Linked DNA regions of Mus musculus: all the other regions are linked to region 4. The links are chromatin contacts, called in public HiChIP or PLAC-seq and promoter capture Hi-C maps. All regions are on one chromosome and are shown on one strand. Each heading gives the region's core, a stretch centred on a gene start, on an enhancer-like site or on the middle of the called end of the contact. The rest is flanking DNA. Distances are from core to core; before and after follow the strand shown.

Region 1 (4,047 bases), core at 434-2,933, 650 kb after region 4:
CAAGTGATCAAGGCACCCACCTACCCTTCAGACAGGCTCTGTACAATTCCTAAGGCCCCCAGAGCCCGCCAGGTTGGTGTCATGTTCAGGGGACTGACTGGCCATTCTGCATCCACTGTTCTGGGAAGGGATAATCCTAACCCATGTTTTTTGTTTGTTTGGTTGGTTTTGGTTTTTTCGAGACATGGTTTCTCTGTATAGCCCTGGCTGTCCTGGAACTCACTCTGTAGATCAGGCTGGCCTCGAACTCAGAAATCCACCTGCCTCTGCCTCCCAAGTGTTGGGACTAAAGGCATGCGCCACCACTGCCCGGCCTAACCCATGTTCTTTATCACTAAGCACACTGCTAGATAAGGGTCTTGTAGGATGTAGACAGTTGCTTGGGTTTGAATGACTCGTAATTAACAGACTCGGGAAGTTCTGAGACGACTCTACCGTGGGTCAGAACTGTGACTCAGAGTCCACTCTTTTGGCTTCTAATAAAAGTCCTGAAGTTGCAGCTCCAGGTTTTCCCAGGGGCCGATGACCGGGGAGGGGTGCCCTATACTTACCCTATACCCGCAGTCACTATCTGAGGAGCTAGCCAACATTGTAGACCATCAGCCACTGGTCTCCCTTAGGCTTGCAACAGGGCTGCCAGCAACCAACAGAGGCAGCATATCTCCTATTTCCTTTTCAGCGACAGCAAAGCACCTTCCTCTTCTCTAACCTTGGGCTGTGGGAAGCTCCTCTGGTGCCTTTGAGACCACGACCAGTAATTATAAGCCCACCCCTGTGGCAGACTCCAGGAAATAATGCACCCCACCCCCGCTGTTGCCCCCAGACATGGTTTCTCTGTGTAGCTCTGGGTGTCCTGGAACTCAACTCTGTAGACCAGGCTGGCCTTGAACTCAGAGATCTGCCTGTCTCCGCTTTCCGAGTGCTGGGATTAAAGGCATCGATAGATCCACTGCCTGGCACCAGTTAGTCTCTTAACGTTCCTAGTCCAAGCATTGACTGGGAAGGATGGGCTGATTTGGGTATCTGACCGCCGTGGAGACTGTCTTGCTGTGTGTGCTGGTTCCATTTGTTTACCGCTGGCAGCTTTGTTTGCTCTAGGCTACACTGGGGGCGCACGCGAGGGGCCGTGGCGGGGGTGGGGGGGTGGGGGTGGGGTGGGGCTCGTTCTTCTTGGCAAGAGGGCCGAGTTCTGCACCCAGGAAGAACCGCGATGGGAAACCTTCGCCAGAGAGGCATGTTTCTAACCACTGCCCACCCAGTGGCAGACAGTGGAGAGCAGCCGAAACAGCAGGACCCGAGGGCAACTTCCAGATGGTGAAGGGCGGACCGGGGTAAAGTCATTGCCTAACCTGCCCCAGGTTTAATCTCCAAACTCTGAAAACAAGTCGTTTTAGGTCACTGTGTAACAGAAAGGAGGTATTTAATGGTGAAGCGAGAGGAAAGAGAGTAGTAACCCAGGGAGGGAGGGAATGGAAGCTGGCTTGGTGGCCAAGGTGGCCAAGGTGTTTGACACAGGGCAGCTGAGGGTAGCCCAGGAATGCGTTGCCCTGTCCCCTCTGGTAAAATGCGGGTTCTCCGTGGGTCCGGTTGTCTCGGCTGTCCTTAGAGAACGCGAGTCGCCGCTGTCACAAAGGCGCGGGTTCCAGGGCGGAGAACGCGGGGTGCGGAGCTGGCTGCCACTTAGACACACGAGCCGCCACTACCGGGAGCCGCGGGAGCCGTGGGTGGTAAGTTAGGGTACACACAGCGCCCCCTGCCGGGGATGAGCAGAGGTGAGGCAGGAACCAGCCACTGCCACCATAAACGCTCCCCAAACTCAAAGAGCTATATGTGCTCTCAAGCGACTGTGTATTTATTTATTACGTATCCATTCACTTACAGCACAGACTGACCTTGAAGTAAAGCTACAGCCAAAGATCTTGACCTCATGATCTTCCTGTTTCCACCTCCCGCGTCACTCAGGCCAGCACCACCACGCCCACCTTTTGTTTTCTTTTTAAAACAAATTGATCACGTCGTGAGGGTGGCTGAACCACAGCTCAGTTCCCCACAACACTAAGCACACAGTAGGCGCTTGTTTGTATGCCAAATCGACTTAGACATTCACACTGCCACAACTCTCATGATTTATAAGTCCCCAGAAATTTCATTTCAAATTGTCTCATGAAAAGTTCTTCCTGTCTGGTGTGATAGGACGCGATCCAGTGACATCTTCTGGTCTGGCTAAGCCTTGAGGTTTTGGTGTTTATGGTTTCTCTCCCCATGCTAGTATGATTCATAGAGCCCCATGGAACTGGCTGACCTAGATTCCCCAGGTTAAAATTCAGTTACTAAATTCTCTCCAGTGTACAACAGGAATTACTGGTCCACGGAAGTGGGAGGGGATTATGCAGATTAGGGGAGGGCGTGGCCCTCCCCACTGTCTAGATGGGGAACTGAGGCTCCAGAGAGCAGCACAGATGTACCTGAGGTCCGTTAGAGGCTGGGCAAGAATGTGAATGGAGAACCTGGAATTCCACATAGGACCTCGCAGTTTCTGGGACACAGTGGGCCTAACAACCCTTTGGGGCTTGTCTGCTAATGTCCCCACTCCTAAGTGCCTCTGGGCAGGTAGCATTCAAGTTCTGATATGATAAAATGTTCCTCTGGGTTGCTGGTTGCTGGTTCCTGATCCTAGAAGTGGGGTATGGGTGGGGTAATCACAGCGTAGGCAGGGTTTCAACTCTGTTGTGTGTGTGGGTGTGGGATAGGTATGTATCAGTGGGTAGTGCTGGCCTAGCCTGCATGAAGTACCGGATATGGTAGCACATGCCTCTAATCCCAGCACTTTGGAGGTGGAGGCAGGAGGATCAGGAGATCAAGGCCAGCCTTGGCAGCATACTGAGTTTGAGGCCAGCCTCGACTACAGGAGACTCTGTCCCAAAGTCAAAAAAACCAAAACAGCTCCATCAGGTTGATCATCAGAGGCCTCTGTGCCCCTTTCCTTTAGAGATGTGAGGAGAAGGGTAAGTGACAGGCTGGAGCCATCTGCCCAGGTCCTAATAATAAACTGGGGAGCGGAAGAAGTTCCGGTGCGATCGGATCTTGGGGGGAGGGGCTCTTGTTACACCCGGCGCCATCTGCTGTGTCCCCTTGTATGCCAAGCTGTGGGTGGAAGGGGACTATGGGAGGGAGGAGAGGCGCATGGGTCCTCACTGCCAGCAGGGTGGCCCACTTCCTTTTTCCTCTCTCATTCTGGGCAGGACATTGCAGACAGAGGAGACAAAGAGAGACGGAGAAAGAGGTGGGCTTGCTGGCTTTGACCTCCAGGACCCAGTGTCTAAGCAGAAGGGAAGCTCAGATCCATCTCAATGCCAGTGGTAGGTGACAACAGCTTGTCACTCAATGTCCCTTCACCTACCCATCATCCCTACCCCACCATCCTAACTTTATAGATGGGAGGCCAGAGATAGTGACTTTCTCAAAGTCTCCCAGTGGTGTAGGACTTAAACTTAGGAACCTCATGACTTCTCAACCCAGTAAGACACTACTCCATCGAGTTTGACTTGTCACCTGGCAGCCCAGGGTGGGTCTACCCTACGACAGACAGGCACATGCCATCACCCCAGGGTGGGCTTCCCTTTGTCCTGGGAACCCCACCTGGAGACTTCTCTGGTCACCTGGGCCTCCTCTTTCTCTATCTTGCCCTGAAGAAAAAATACAGATGGACTACCACTGTAGGTCGTGTGGGCATCCTCTTTCTCTGTCTTGCCCAGATGAAGAAAGTCAGGAGGAAGGGCTCTTCAGGCCTTTCGGAACTTTCCGAGAAGGCCAGGGAGCAGCTCGCCCAGGCAGAGCTACGGAAACTGAGGCAGCAGTTCCGCAAGATGGTAGACAGCCGCAAGTCCTTCAACTTCCGCCACCAGCGTATGATCGCCGGCCAATAGTAAGAGGGGTGTCCTGGTGTGGGTCTCTAGGGTACTGCTCGGGCTGGGGGAGTACACTGAACCCACCTGGGGACCAGAGGCCTTTGATCCTATGCTCTAGAGCTTCACGGGAAGATATCCA
Region 2 (4,581 bases), core at 1,363-3,862, 570 kb after region 4:
CCAAGCCTGCGCTCATTTGCAAGCAGCAGAGCTAGAGCCTCCTGTGCCTTTCATCCGTGCTAGACCCTGCGCTGGCTGGGTTCAGGGAGAATAAAAGGGAAGGGGACAGGAGATGACAAACACCTCAAGGACAGGGCTGAGGCCACACTCAGAACAGAGCAAGATGGGAAGCCAGGCTCTTGCAGGTTGAGTGGCCAGGCTCTCGTGGGGACAAGTGTCCCAGGAAGAGGAAGGTTCTTTAACAGCAAGAACTTAAGAGGACAGAGTGGCCGGGCGTGGTGGCGCACGCCTTTAATCCCAGCACTCAGGAGGCAGAGGCAGGTGGATTTCTGAGTTCGAGGCCAGCCTGGTCTACAGAGTGAGTTCCAGGACAGCCAGGGCTACACAGAGAAATCCTGTCTCGAAAAACCAAAAAAAAAAAAAAAAAAAAGAAGAAGAAGAAGAATTCTCACGCTGGGCGTGGTGGTGCACACCTTTGATCTCAGTACTTGGGAGGCACAGGGAGGCAATCTCTGTGAGTTTGAGACCAGCCTGGTTTACAGAGTGAGTTCCAGGACAGCCAAGACTACAGAGATAAAACCTATCTCCAAAAACAGAAAGAGAAGGACGAGGAGGAAAGAGGAGGAAGAAGGAGAGAAGGAAGAGGAAGAAGAGAAGAAGAAGGAGGAGGAGGAGAAGAAATAATAATAATAGTTTGGGGAGGTCTAGCAGGGCTCTCAGCTTGTGTGAAATGCTGTAGTGCTCAGGGTCAAGTCATAGCAGGGGGGCTGGAGAGATGGCTCAGAGGTCTAAGAGCACTGACTGCTCTTCCAGAGGTCCTGAGTTCAATTCCCAGCAACCCTACGGTGGCTCACAACCATCTGTAATGGGATCTGATGCCCTGTTCTGCCATGCAGGTATACACAGAGCACTCATATACATAAAATAAATACATCTTTAAAAAATGAAAAGTTATAGCAGGGACATGATGGGGAGGGCCAAAGAGGATGGAGGTCTGGACTTGGGTGTAGTCATGGTGACACAGCATCCAGACTGGAGATCTGTGTAGGCCAGAACTTGTGACTGGCCTAGATGGAGTGGGAGTTGGGAAAGAAGGATGGAGGCATGCGCTACAGGCGGGAAAGCCTGGACAAGAAGTCCGGGCTTCTTCCTTCTTGCAAAACATGGCCACGGGAAGGTTGTGGGCTGCCCAGCAGCTCTGGAATTGGGTAAGACCTAGCCTAGAGATTTTCAAAACCCTGCCTTGACCAGCCTTGCTGCCAGGGGAGTCTTGGAGGCAGAAGTTGCCATCCTCAACCACGGCCTTTCTCAAGAAACCTCAAGCTGCTGGTGGGCAGTCAGGAAACACTGCAAAGCTCAGAGCGTCCCCGCCAACCTGAGATGAAATGCCCAGTAGGCAGAAATGCCTTCAGAGGGGCAAGGTTGAGCAGAGAGGAACGCAGCTCCCAAGGATCCCGTGCTAGGTTTGGGGGTGGGAGTGGGGATTGCTAGGCTTCTCCCCATCACCTCAGCATTCCTGGGAGGTAGGTGCCATTCTGAATGCCATAGGGCAGAGAAGGATACAGAGACACAGAGGCAGTGTCCCACCTCTAAGGCATGTAGAATCAGGTACTCGCAGGCAGTAGGTGCTGGGTAAGTGGTGGGGGCTTCAGAAGAGCAGAAATGCACGCTGTTGCTGTTGCTTCTCGGTCTTACAGTATAACCAGGCCCCAACCCACCCACCCACCATTCTTGTTCCTTGGCACTCCTGAACCCAACAGATAGGGCTTCGAATCATTTCAAGAAGGCTCCACTAAATTGGGTTTCTTCTTGCTAGGGTGCACCAGTGTGCTGACTCCTTGGGGGTCTGCTCTTGTGGTGCTAGCTGTATCTCCTTCCCTCCTGCTGTCTCCCTGGGGTGGCTGTAGGGCTCTGGGATGGAAAACAGGGCTTAGGGCTTCACACTCACCTGCTGGTAGTTTGCAGCACTCCTTTGCAGTGGCTGGCTGGCTCTCTCCACCTGTGTGAGGGGGACAGGGTTACTTCTCCACAAGTCACAAGATGCTGGGTGTGGCAGAGTCATGGCTGTGGATCCAGGTTAACACCCACCAGGAGAGGATGCGCCTGTCAATGCTCAATTCCCCGGGGAGGAGAGCGGGGTGGGCAGTCACAGTTCAAGAAGCAGCCAGGGCCTTGGTCACCCCACGGTGCCCCCTGGCCTAGTCCTCCACTCCCCGCCAGCCAAAATGGACAAAAGAGCAGCAGGGAATCACGAGGATGGAGGGTGGCCAGGGCTTCCTTCCTCCCTCCCGGGCCCCGCGGCTGGCGGGTGTGCAGAGCAGGGAGAAGATCGCAGCTGCCCTCAGCTCGAGATACAACTAAGGTTGGAAGGAAGAGGGGGGCGCCCTGACCTCCCCACCCCAAGCCTCATCCTCGTTACCTGGCAGCAGTCTGCTTAGCTCTGTTCTCATCCCAGGGTAGAGACTCAGGCACACCCCAGCTCTGAAGAGCCCAGGGGGAGGGCCCTTGCCTTTGGGGGTGTGGTGTGGCGGGAGTTTCCAGAGCTGCTCGAACTTATTGCTGCTGCAAACTCAAAGGCCTACGGAGGCACTAGTGTGCTGAGAGGCACTAACTTGAAGCGGCTATCAAATGACAAAGACCCCGGGAGTATGCACAGGGCTGGAACTCTCTTCCGGCTAATCCCACCCCACCCCCACTCAAACGCCTCATCCAAGGACCTCCTCCTCCCTCTCTCTTCCAAAGCTCCTGTGTTTACTGGAGGAGATGAACTCCCTAGCTGAATTCAGGGGGCCAACTGATGCAAGAGCAGGTTAAAGAGAAACTTTTTACCTGCTAATGGAGACAGTCCCAAGAAAGTAAGGGCAAAAGAAATGTATCATAAGCTGGTGGGGGAATGACTGAACCCACTCTCTCTGGGCTGGGAAGGAAAATTCAGGAGAGTCACTAAGAGACAGTGTGTGTGTGTGTGTGTGTGTGTGTGTGTGTGTGTGTGTGGAGGGGAAGGAGTGGGCTTCCTAGCACACCTATTCAGACCCACTGCAGCCCAAAAGCCCCGGGTCCGTGTAATGGAACCCAAACTTTAGCTTCTTCAGAACCCCAGCCCTTCATGGCTGCTGTGTGTGAAACTCTAAAAGCCAGTTTCCTTAGAGTTCAGTGACTTCAGCTTCAATTCTGGCCTAATTCAGCCGGTTATCCGCAACACTTGTTTCCTTGTAACCACCTGCAGGTGTGGGCTAGCCTCCCTTCCAGATGCTTAGTGCACAGCCCCCTTCGAGCTTAAGGCTGCATCTCCACGGGTGCTGCAATACTGTGTGGCACTGCACAGGAACATTATCTGCCTCCCATTGGTCTCTGATCCACTGGCTTCTACCAGCTCCCCTGTCCTCCATGCTGGTGGCAAGCTAGGTTGGATGGTGGCAGGACTCCTCAGAAATGTTGTGATATAACAGCCTCCTGAAAGTTCCTAAGGTATGGCCTGCTCCATCCTGAACTTCAGCCTTCTTGTGTTTCATCCAAAACTTATCTCTCAGGGCTGGAGAGATGCCTCAACGATTTGAGCACTTGTTGCTCTGCCCGAAGAGCCAAGTTTGGTTCCCAGCACCCACATGGTGGCTGACAACCAGGCATCTGATGGCCTCTTCTGGCCTCCACAGACAGTTGCATGCATGCAGTGCACAGGCACACGGAAAAAAATCAAAACTCTCCTACTTCGGGGTCAGCTAGACAGGGTGAGACAGTTCCTCCTCATGTCTGTAGGGTGAGGAAGGCCAGGGAGAAGGAACAGGAGTCCCTCCATCTAATGAACCACCTCAAAGCTGTGGGCTGACATCAGCAATACATCCTGCCATGAGTTACAAACAGTATAAGACAAGATATGGCTTCAGCTACCAAGACCCAAGCTCTGGACTCTCTGGCTGACTCCCTGTTGTGTGTACCTGTCCCTTTTAGCTTTCAACTTGACACAGCCTAGAATCACTTGGGAAGAGGGTCTCAATGAAGGACCGGCTACATTGGGTTGACCTGTGGGGATTGTCTTAAGACCCAGCTCACTGTGGGCGGCATCATTCCCTAGGCAGGCCTCCTGCAGCTATGTGAGAGAGGAAAAAGTTAGCTAAGCGATGAAACAAACAGGACTCATGAGTTATTCTCTCTCTGCTCCTGACTGTGGACATGAGGCTGCCTTGGTGTCCTCATTATAACAATGGACTGTGACTAGAACTGTGAGCTTTTTGTCAGGGTATTTGTGACTGAAACAAAGATGAACCTAGGACACCATATAAATTAGTGACTGAGTGTTGAAAGCCTGTGACCACTGCTGCTTTAAACACTGTATAAGATCCTGGCTGAATCAGTAAGGCGAGAAACAAGGAAGTTTGAAGATTGCAAAGCTATCGTCTGAAGTCATTGTGAATCCAGACCTGGGGAATCCCACAGAGACAGCGGACAGAGCGACTTCTGTCCCCATAGAACTCCCACTCTGGTTGGGTGGAGGGGTGAGGCCACTGATTGGTAAGACAGAACAGCCCAAAGAACAAATAATTTCAGGACCGCATTTCAAGGTAACCTTGTATACACTGAGAG
Region 3 (4,115 bases), core at 538-3,037, 510 kb after region 4:
TTCATTAAAAACCACTGAGGGGCTGGCGAGATGGCTCAGCCAGTAGGAGCACTGACTGCTCTTCCAAAAGTCCTGTGTTCAAATCCCACCAACCACATGGTGGCTCACAACCACCCATAATGAGATCTGATGCCCTCTACTGGAGCATCTGAAGACAGCTACAGTGTACTTACATATAATAATAAATCAATCTTTAAAAACCACTGAAAACTAAAACCAAACCAAATTCTACACCCAGTAAACTTGTTACTTGTTGCCAACAAAAATGTTGACTGGGAAGAAACTCCAGCATAGGTGACTACTATATTGCTTATATTCATATATTCAGTTTTGAATAATGGAAGCGTCACATTTAGATGTGTGCTTTTATTTGGGTGCACACACTCATGCAGGTGCCCCCAGGGACCAGAGGACCGGTTTATATCCTTTAGAGCTGGAGTAACACAGGTGAGAAGCCACCATGCTGGTGCTGAGAACTAAACCCTGGTCTTCTCCAAGCAGCAAGGGCTCCTAATGGCTGAGTCATCTCTCTAGCCCCTAGATGGACTCAGTGAATTATGATGGAAAGAAAGAAAGAAAGAAACTAACAAATGAGTCCCCACTGTCCCCTAAGGCTTTCGAAATGTATGAGCAGATAACAGTCTACACCTTGAAGTCAAATGTCAGAAAATTACATTGAGGCTTGAGACTGGATAAAAGGATTTTGAGAACTTTTCACAGAATGATTTGAAGCACAGGGCTGTAAGACTTAAGGAAGGGCTGGAGAGATGGCTCAGCGGTTAAGAGCTTGGGCTGCTCTTCCAGAGGTCCTGAGTTCAATTCCCAGCAACCACTTGGTGGCTCATGTCATGTCTATGACTGTCTCATGGGATCTGATGCCCTCTGCTGGTGTACATACATACAGACACAACACCATATACAAAAAACAAAACAAAACAAAACATAACTAACCCTTAAAAAATACCTGAGAGACAGAGGCAGGTGGTTCTCCGAGTTCGAGGCCAGACTGGTCCACAGAGTGCATTCTGGGACAGTCAGGTCTACAGAGAGAAACCCTGTCTCAAATTCCTCCCCCATCCTCCCCCTACCAGTAAACACACACACACACACACACACACACACACACACACACACACACACACGATGAGAAGAACATTCCAAATGATATAATCATAAAGGCAGATATGGAGGTTGGATGCGGTGGTGCATGCCTGGCATGAGGCACTGACATAGGGCTGCCTTGGGTTCGAGATTAGTCAGGCACAGAGAGATCCCGTCTAAAAGAACCAAAAAGTTAAGAATTCTTTTGTTTCTCTTATCATAAATAAATCCGTGGACAGAAGTGCTCTGGCGACCTCCTGCGATGTATCCAAAGGCAAAGAAAGTAAAGAAAGTGTTACATGGGGTAAGAAATTCAATGTAACTTAAAGGAACCAAGTCACTTCTAAACATGCGCTGCGGGTCTTTTATTAGAAATACTCTCTTCTAGGCTCTGCCCTAGTCTTGACTGACTCCGAATTCTGTGAGGCTATAGCTGGGAATCTACATTTTTAAAAAAAAAAAAAAAAACAACCACGCAGCACCCAAAGTGTCACAACAGAAGTTTACATCTTCCGATTTTCTGAGGGCTCCTTAGAAAGAGCTGTCTCATACCCCGCCCCCACCGGCCCCGCCCCTCCTCTCCGATTCCGCCCAGGCCCCGCCTATAGCCTCGCCCAGCTCCCGCCCCATTCGCGGGTCTGACTTCAGGCCCCACCTTCTTCCGCAGACCAGTTTGGCCTCGCGAGCCCTTTCCCGTGATACCTAGCGCTAGGCTGTGACTGTTGCCCGGGCAACAGACGGGCCTAGCTCCCCGGCGCGGGCTACTCTGCTAGGCCATGGGGTCGCGGGGTCTCCCGCCGCTCCTGCTGGTGCTCCTAAACTGCTACACCTCTTCGAGCACCCAGGTCATTGCCATCCCGGCTGCGGCCACCCCAGCAGTGACGAAGGAGGATCTCAATTCCACCAAGGCCACCCCCACCACTCTGCAGCCCTCCCTGTCGCCTAGGACCCCGGGAACTCCCAGGGCACCGGAGCGCTCTGGCCCCAGGCCTACCCCGGTCACGGACGGTGGGTACAAAGGGGTGACCCCCCTGGAGCGGGTACACCAGCTCAAAGTTACCCCCTTCTCAGCCTCCCTGTCGTTACCCTCAGGGGGAGATCGGATCTCTGGCACACAAATGCGGAGGGCGGGGCTCAGTTACTCCCTTTTCCGCATCATTGCAGACGGCTGCAGTGGGGTACTAGATAGAAACCTACAGAATGAGTTGAAGGCAGTACTGGTAGAAGAAAGAGTGCTAAGTGGATCTTCGTCCTCTCCACGCAGACACACGGACATGGGCATCCCAGTTGTGTCTAGATTACTGAGAGCCCAGCAGATATTTTCAGGGTGATTAAGTGCGTTTTAGACATTTTTTACCAGCTAAATGGAGTTATTAAACACACCTGTTTCATCCGTATCTACTTACCGCTCGGAATTTGAAGCTTTGGCAACAATTCGTGGTTGTAAATTTAAACACATGAGGTAGTGGACTTAATTGCTCTCTCCCTTTTACCCATCCCAGTGAAGGGAGTATGGCGTTCTTTTAGTGAGTACGCGCAGTTGTCCATGGCTAGAGAGGACCTAGTCAAGGAGGAGCTAATTTGTCTTTCGGACTAAGAAAGCATTTTTCATTTATCAATAAAACTCCCCTTTCCCTTCGTGCCTTTCCAGAGCGTTATACCACTTTCGGGGGGAATTTTTTCTAAATCTTAAAAAAGTATTTTAAATTGTGTGTGCATATTTGTATATGTTTGTGAGGATGGGGTGGATATATATTGGCGCCCTTGGAGAACCGAAGTGGGGAGCTGGAGTTTGTTTGAGAGCTGGCTGACTTGGGTCCTGGGAACAGAAGTTAGGTCCTGTATACAAGCAGTATGTGCTTTTAACTCCTGAGCCATCTCCCCAGCCTGTTCTAGAACCATTCCAGTCTCCTGCCTTCGCCTTCTTTCCTAACTTTGTTCCTGACAGGTTTGCTAAGTGACCCAGACTGGCCTGTAACCTGACATCTTCCTGACTCTGCCTCCCAGTTGCTGAGATTCCCAGGTGTGGGCCTCCCAGCCTGCCTCCCATCTCTAGAGCTTGTTTTTTTGTTTTGGTTTTTTTTTTTTTGTAAATTTTGAAACCATTCATTCATACAAATAAGAATGCTATGACATCCCGTCAGCATTTGGCTAAAATTCTTTGTTTGAAGCCTGAGATTATTGCCCCTCTTCCCCAAAAGGAAACCAAACATTACAGTTAAGATGCAGCCCAGGGGGCTGGAGAGATGGCTCAGTGGTTAAGAACACTGACTGCGCTTCCAGAGGTCCTGAGTTCAAATCCCAGCATCTACATGGGTGGCTCATAGCCATCTGTAATGAGATCTGGTGCCCTCTTCTGGTGTGTCTGAAGACAGCTACAGTGTAACTCATATAAATAAATAAATTAAAAAAAAATCAAGCCAGGTTGTGCAGGTGGTACACTCTTTAATCCTGGGGAGGGGTGGGGGAATCTCTGAGTGTGAGGCCAGCCTGATCTACAAAGTGAGTTCCAGTCAGGGCTACACAGAGAATTCCTGTCTCAAAGAAAAACAACAAGAAACAAACAAACAAACAGATTCAGTGACACCTTAGCTGGGGAAAGGCAGGAACCATGGTGGAAGGCACCTGTGACCCAAAGTAGCCTCTGCTTCAGGAAGCAAAGAGCAAACAACCAAAATTGCCAAAGCCCTGGATGCATTATTTCCTCTCTCCTCACAGTAGTCTGTGCCATGAATTCAGTTTGTTATCTTTGTGCTATATATTGTTTCTTGTTGTTGTATGTTGTGGTTTTTTTTGAGATTATCTTATCTATCTGTATGCCATATACGTGCCCCGTACCTTCAGAGGCCAGAAGAGGGCATGAGATCCCCTGGAGCCAGAGTTAGAGATGGTTGTGAGCGGTCCTGTGGGTTGTGGACACCGAAGTTAGATCCTCTGCAGGAGCAGCCAGTGCTCTATCGCGATCACCCCGCCTCTTTAGCCCTCTGTTGTTTCTTTGAGAGGGTTTTCTCCAT
Region 4 (4,468 bases), core at 1,705-4,204:
ATTGGGACACTGCTACATCCATCTATTCACTATTGTCTGTGGCTGCTAATGGCAAGGTCGCCTGGGTTCTCTCTGTTGAGAGCACAGGGTGGAGCCTGAAATGTGGCCAACAAGTGCCCTTGAAAGAAAATGAGACTTTGTATCTTGTGATTCATGTAAAAGAGTTGTCTATGAGCCTAGGCCTGGGGCTGAAAACAAAACAGAACAGACAGGGCTGTTGTTAAGACATTCCTAAGAACAGCTTGATTGTACAAGCAGGGCTATCTTGTCTGGGTCAACACCACCTGGCCAGGAACCTCCCCTCTGTCTACTGCCCCTTGACGCGGGGTAAAGTCATACATCAACTGGTTGCTATGTGAACAAGATAAGCCCCCAGCCCACAGGAACAAAGTCCTGATGCCCTGTAATATTTCTGTTAATGTTTGAATAAGCCAATAATGTGTCGCTATGCTGAATTCCACACCCCTAAGCCCCTTACCCCATAAAAACCCCTAGCTGTCGAGCCTTGTGGCCGACATCCGTTATCTCCTGTGTGAGATGCATGTCGTCCAGAGCTCCGTCATTAAACGTTCTCATGTAATTACATCAAGAGATGGTCCTTCCTGATTTTTTTGGGTGCACGCCGAATCGGGAGTTGAGTGGGGGTTTCCCCACTAGGTTCTAACACCCTGTCACTCATGACCCCCAAAGCCCCGCCCTGCCTACTTAACCTACTATAAATTTGGGGTTGGGGAGGGGTCTACAATACAGAAAAATACAGAACTATGTACCCACTATTCAGCATCAACTATTTTTGCAATCTATTTTACAACCATTTATAGAGGAAATAAAACAGCTATGTCATCTTCCTATACTCCCTGTCCCATTCTCTGCCCTCAATTCCTTCCTTTACTCATCTATCATTATTGTTTTGTCTTTTTGGAAGCAGGGTCTATATAGACCTGGAACTTCCTACCACCTTGAACTCATGGAGATCCTCCTGCCCCATGCCTCCCAAATACTGGGGTTAAAAGTGCCCGACCCACCTTCCTTTATTTTTATTCCATGTGTATGGGTGTTTTTCCTCAATGCATGTCTGCGAACCACATGCATGCTCTGCCTGAGAAGGCCAGAAGAGGGCGTCAGATCCCCTGGAACTGGGGTTCCAGAGGTTGTGACCCATCATGTGGATACTGGGAATCGAACCTAGATCCTTTGCAAGAGCAGCTGGTGGGTGCTCTTAACTACGGAGCCATCTCTCCAGCCCGCTTCCTTTTTTGGGGGGGAGGGGTTCAAGACAGGGTTTCTCTGTATGGCCCTGGCTGTCCTGGAACTCACTCTAGACCAGGCTGGCCTCGAACTCAGAAATCCGCCTGCCTCTGCCTCCCGAGTGCTGGGATTAAAGGCGTGCGCCACCACGCCAGGCTATCCAGCCGGTTTCCTTACCGTTACCTCCTACCTGGTAGGCAAGTCCTCTACCTCTGAGCTACCCCTCTAGCTGCCTACTTCCGTCTTGATGTCAGACCATCATGCATCTAACATGAACCGATTCTCTTTGACGTTCGCACAAGCTTGTGTCCATAAGCATACACCGTGTGGAGGTCATAGAACATGTCCCTCTTGAAATCAGAGCATCTGTGCTTGCCTCTGCACCCGTCCCTTACTGGAGAGAGGCTATTATCCACCCTCTAGGGAAGAAATGGGGAGAGTCATTAGACCCTCACCTGAGATTACAGTTGCTCCCGCCTCTCCTCCTGTGCAGACCTCCAACAGCACCTGGCCCCGGGAGATGCTAGAGAATATAAAGGGGTGGGTAAACGAAGGAGACACTCCTTCTGGCAGGTCACTGTCCATGCTGGAGATGAGTAAGCCCAATAAACCCATTGGTTCACCAAGCTGGGCTTGGATGTTTTTGATCTGTTGTCGGCGCCCTATTTTGGGTGAATAGGCATTTGTTCATGTCTCCTCAGGAAGTCAGTCAAGAGTGGGGCTTAAAAAGACACGCAAACTGTGCATGATACTGTCTCCTGCAGCTTGCTGTCTTACGCTACATGTTTTTGTTTTCCTTTTCCTGTGGGGGTACAAATAGATCTAACAGTCCTTTTAACTATTGTGTACTATTCCACTTCGTCTCGCTCCAGTTGCTACTACTAACAAATAAATGGAAGAGCGCTTAGCAGTATCAGAGGTGGTCATCTCATTAGAACGCTCATTGAGTTTATTTGTCCGGTCCTGGGGACTGTTTGTGAGTGCCCAGCCTAGAAATATGGCAATAATTTATTGAGGGCTGAAAATCGACCCAGTTGACAAAGAGCTTTGAATTCTTAGTGAATTTGACATCTCAACCCTTTGGCTGCCGGCAGAAACATGCATGCAGACAGCCACTGGTGAACATCCGAGTCTGAGTTCACCGGCCCCCCACATCCAAGGCCACCGGGTGAGCGAGCCCTTGAAATACCCTTTTTTTTCTCCGTTGTTACCCAACTGGGAGACTAAATATTTTAAGGCTCCAGCAAAGTAAACCGTCAAAAAGGGGAAGAATGTTTGGTCAGTCTTGTGGAGAGACCTAGAACTTCGCTGGGCTGTTCAGAGTGAGTGATGCATTTTAGGGCGAGCCTGCAGCAGTGGTCAGAGGGGTGGTGGCTGCGGAAGGGTTTCCCCATAATGGGCGTTGCCCCGAAATCCAGGGAGGGAACCGCCAGACGGCTCCTGGGTTTTCCCCCGTCGCCTTTGGGGGAACTTCTCCACGCTCAGGGACAAAGCGGCGTGGAGCATCTCGCAGGAACCGAGACCCACTCCCAAACTTGCGGCCTGTTCGCCCCTGCGCGAGTCGGGCCTCGCTTCCTGTCGCCTCCTTCCCCCCACCCCCCCTCCCGCCTCCACCTCCGCCCCGCCGCTACTTAAGTCTCCGCGGGACCCGGCGCGCGCGGCCGAGGCTGCGGCGGGCACGCGCGCTCCACGCCGGGTCCTTGGCCAATCAGCAAGGAGCCCGAGGCGCCGCCGCGCCGCGCGCGAGCCGAAGCCCGGGCGGCTCCTCCCGTGGAGAGCCGAACCGGACCGAGCCGAGCCGAGCCAAGCCGAGCCAAGCCGAGCCGGGGGCGCAGAGCGCGGGAGGCGGCGGCGCGGAGCCCAGGTGAGCTGGCCCGAGGCGGGCCGGGCTGAGTCGGGGGTGGGTGGGGGAGGGACGCAACCTCCCCGTGGGTCTTTGGGTCCCGGACGCGCGCGGGAGCCGGCAGACACAGCCCAGAGGCGGGCCCCGAGGGGACCCCACGTGCGCCGCCCCGCGCCCCGCCACGTGGAGGGCTGCGCCCCCTTTCCCCCTGGCCTCCGGAGCCGGGCGGCGCTTGGGGTCCGGCGGCAGGAGCCGGCCAGGAGTTCCGCACCAAGGTCCGCCGGCCAGGGCGGTCCCGGATCCCAGCGATGGCCTAGGCCACCCCTGGCGCTTGACAGGTGCGGAACCTGAGCGCGCGGGAGCGTCCCACCTCCGCAGGCTGCCAGGCACGGGGAGGACCCTGGTCCTAGGGGCTTGGACCCGAGTCTGCCCTCTGATCACCCCGACCTCACAGGCCGACTTGATCCTTTTGACCTAAATTTACCTCTGGGCTGCAGCGCGCGATGCATAAAGAGTGCCTGCCGGCTCCCTCTGGCACAGCCCTGGGGTGGTGGTGCCCCGCTATCACCGGGGCTATGCCAGGGTTCTCCCCACCCCCTGAATGCCCAGTTTGGGAAACGGGGTGTTTTCACAGCTCTGTCAGCCTCCTCCCCGGCTGCTCTCACTTGGAGATGAAGAGGTGGCACTTTGCAGGGGGATGGAGCAGGGGGTGGAGGACATCTCAGGTGCCATGGGCAAACAGCCTCCTGATCTGGGGGTGGGTGGGTCATGCTCCGCATTCATTACCCTAGATGCAACTTTTACCTTCCTCAACCTCCTCTGTGATGTTCCCCCAGTCCTGGAGTAGAAACTTCAGGTGCCCTGGGGCATTAATGATGTCTTTTACTCCTCCTCCTGACTCTGCCCCCACAGGACCTAGAGGAGGATTGCTCTGCCTCCCCACAGCTCCTTTGTTCTTTGGAAGTGGCAGGGGCTGCCGCTGTTCCCAAACCCACAGAAACTGCGGTTTCAGAATAGATCGTGCTATCAGTGTACAGAAGCAGCTTCAGTTTGCCCGATCCCCCTCCTTGTACACTCTACTGCTGTACACTTCATCAAAAATGTCATATGCCGGGCCATGGTGGCATACACTTTTAATCCCAGCACTCGGGAGGCAGAGGCAGGTGCATTTCTGAGTTCGAGGCCACCCTGGTCTACAAAGTGAGTTCCAGGACAGCCAGGGCTACACAGAGAAAGCCTGTCTCGAAAAACCACAAAACAAAACAAAACACAAAAACAAAAGAAAACCCCGTCATATGATGAGCCCCTACCTTGGATAACCGTAATTACATTTTTCATTTATGCCAGGAATAGAACCCAGTGCCAGCAGCAGGCTAA

Evidence for each region. HiChIP or PLAC-seq counts read pairs in DNA pulled down with a chosen protein or histone mark. Capture Hi-C pulls out chosen DNA fragments and counts their contacts.
Region 1: a contact with region 4 is called in a promoter capture Hi-C map of liver, with 2.5 times the contacts expected there. The contact joins the promoter of Ccdc63 here to the promoter of Camkk2 in region 4. A contact is called at or near these places in 4 of 39 promoter capture datasets (the C10 cell line, hippocampal neurons, liver and 1 more), 1 of 484 Hi-C or Micro-C datasets (the G1E-ER4 cell line), 4 of 115 datasets of contacts at active chromatin or transcription factors (extraembryonic endoderm stem cells, large pre-B cells, microglia and 1 more) and 1 of 9 other capture datasets (liver).
Region 2: an H3K4me3 HiChIP or PLAC-seq map of craniofacial prominence shows a contact between it and region 4, with 4 times the contacts expected there. The contact joins the promoter of Hvcn1 here to the promoter of Camkk2 in region 4. A contact is called at or near these places in 3 of 115 datasets of contacts at active chromatin or transcription factors (the 230-238 cell line, bone marrow-derived macrophages and craniofacial prominence).
Region 3: a contact with region 4 is called in an H3K27ac HiChIP or PLAC-seq map of the NIH/3T3 cell line, with 3 times the contacts expected there. The contact joins the promoter of Tctn1 here to the promoter of Camkk2 in region 4. A contact is called at or near these places in 1 of 39 promoter capture datasets (pre-B cells), 1 of 484 Hi-C or Micro-C datasets (olfactory sensory neurons), 6 of 115 datasets of contacts at active chromatin or transcription factors (the NIH/3T3 cell line, bone marrow-derived macrophages, embryonic forebrain and 3 more) and 1 of 9 other capture datasets (liver).

What each region holds. Positions count from the first base shown.
Region 1 is chr5:122,129,601-122,133,647 of GRCm38.p6, reverse strand. Ccdc63 (coiled-coil domain containing 63) reads left to right here and starts at 1,683. Exons shown (of 12, transcript NM_001384199.1): 1 at 1,683-1,727; 2 at 3,243-3,359; 3 at 3,693-3,925. The coding sequence starts at 3,351.
Region 2 is chr5:122,207,760-122,212,340 of GRCm38.p6, reverse strand. Hvcn1 (hydrogen voltage-gated channel 1) reads right to left here and starts at 2,612. Exons shown (of 8, transcript NM_001042489.2): 1 at 2,420-2,612; 2 at 1,949-1,999.
Region 3 is chr5:122,262,132-122,266,246 of GRCm38.p6, reverse strand. It overlaps Tctn1 (tectonic family member 1), which reads left to right and starts at 1,787. Exons shown (of 14, transcript NM_001039153.3): 1 at 1,787-2,109. The coding sequence starts at 1,878.
Region 4 is chr5:122,777,896-122,782,363 of GRCm38.p6, reverse strand. It overlaps Camkk2 (calcium/calmodulin-dependent protein kinase kinase 2, beta), which reads left to right and starts at 2,954. Exons shown (of 17, transcript NM_001199676.1): 1 at 2,954-3,112.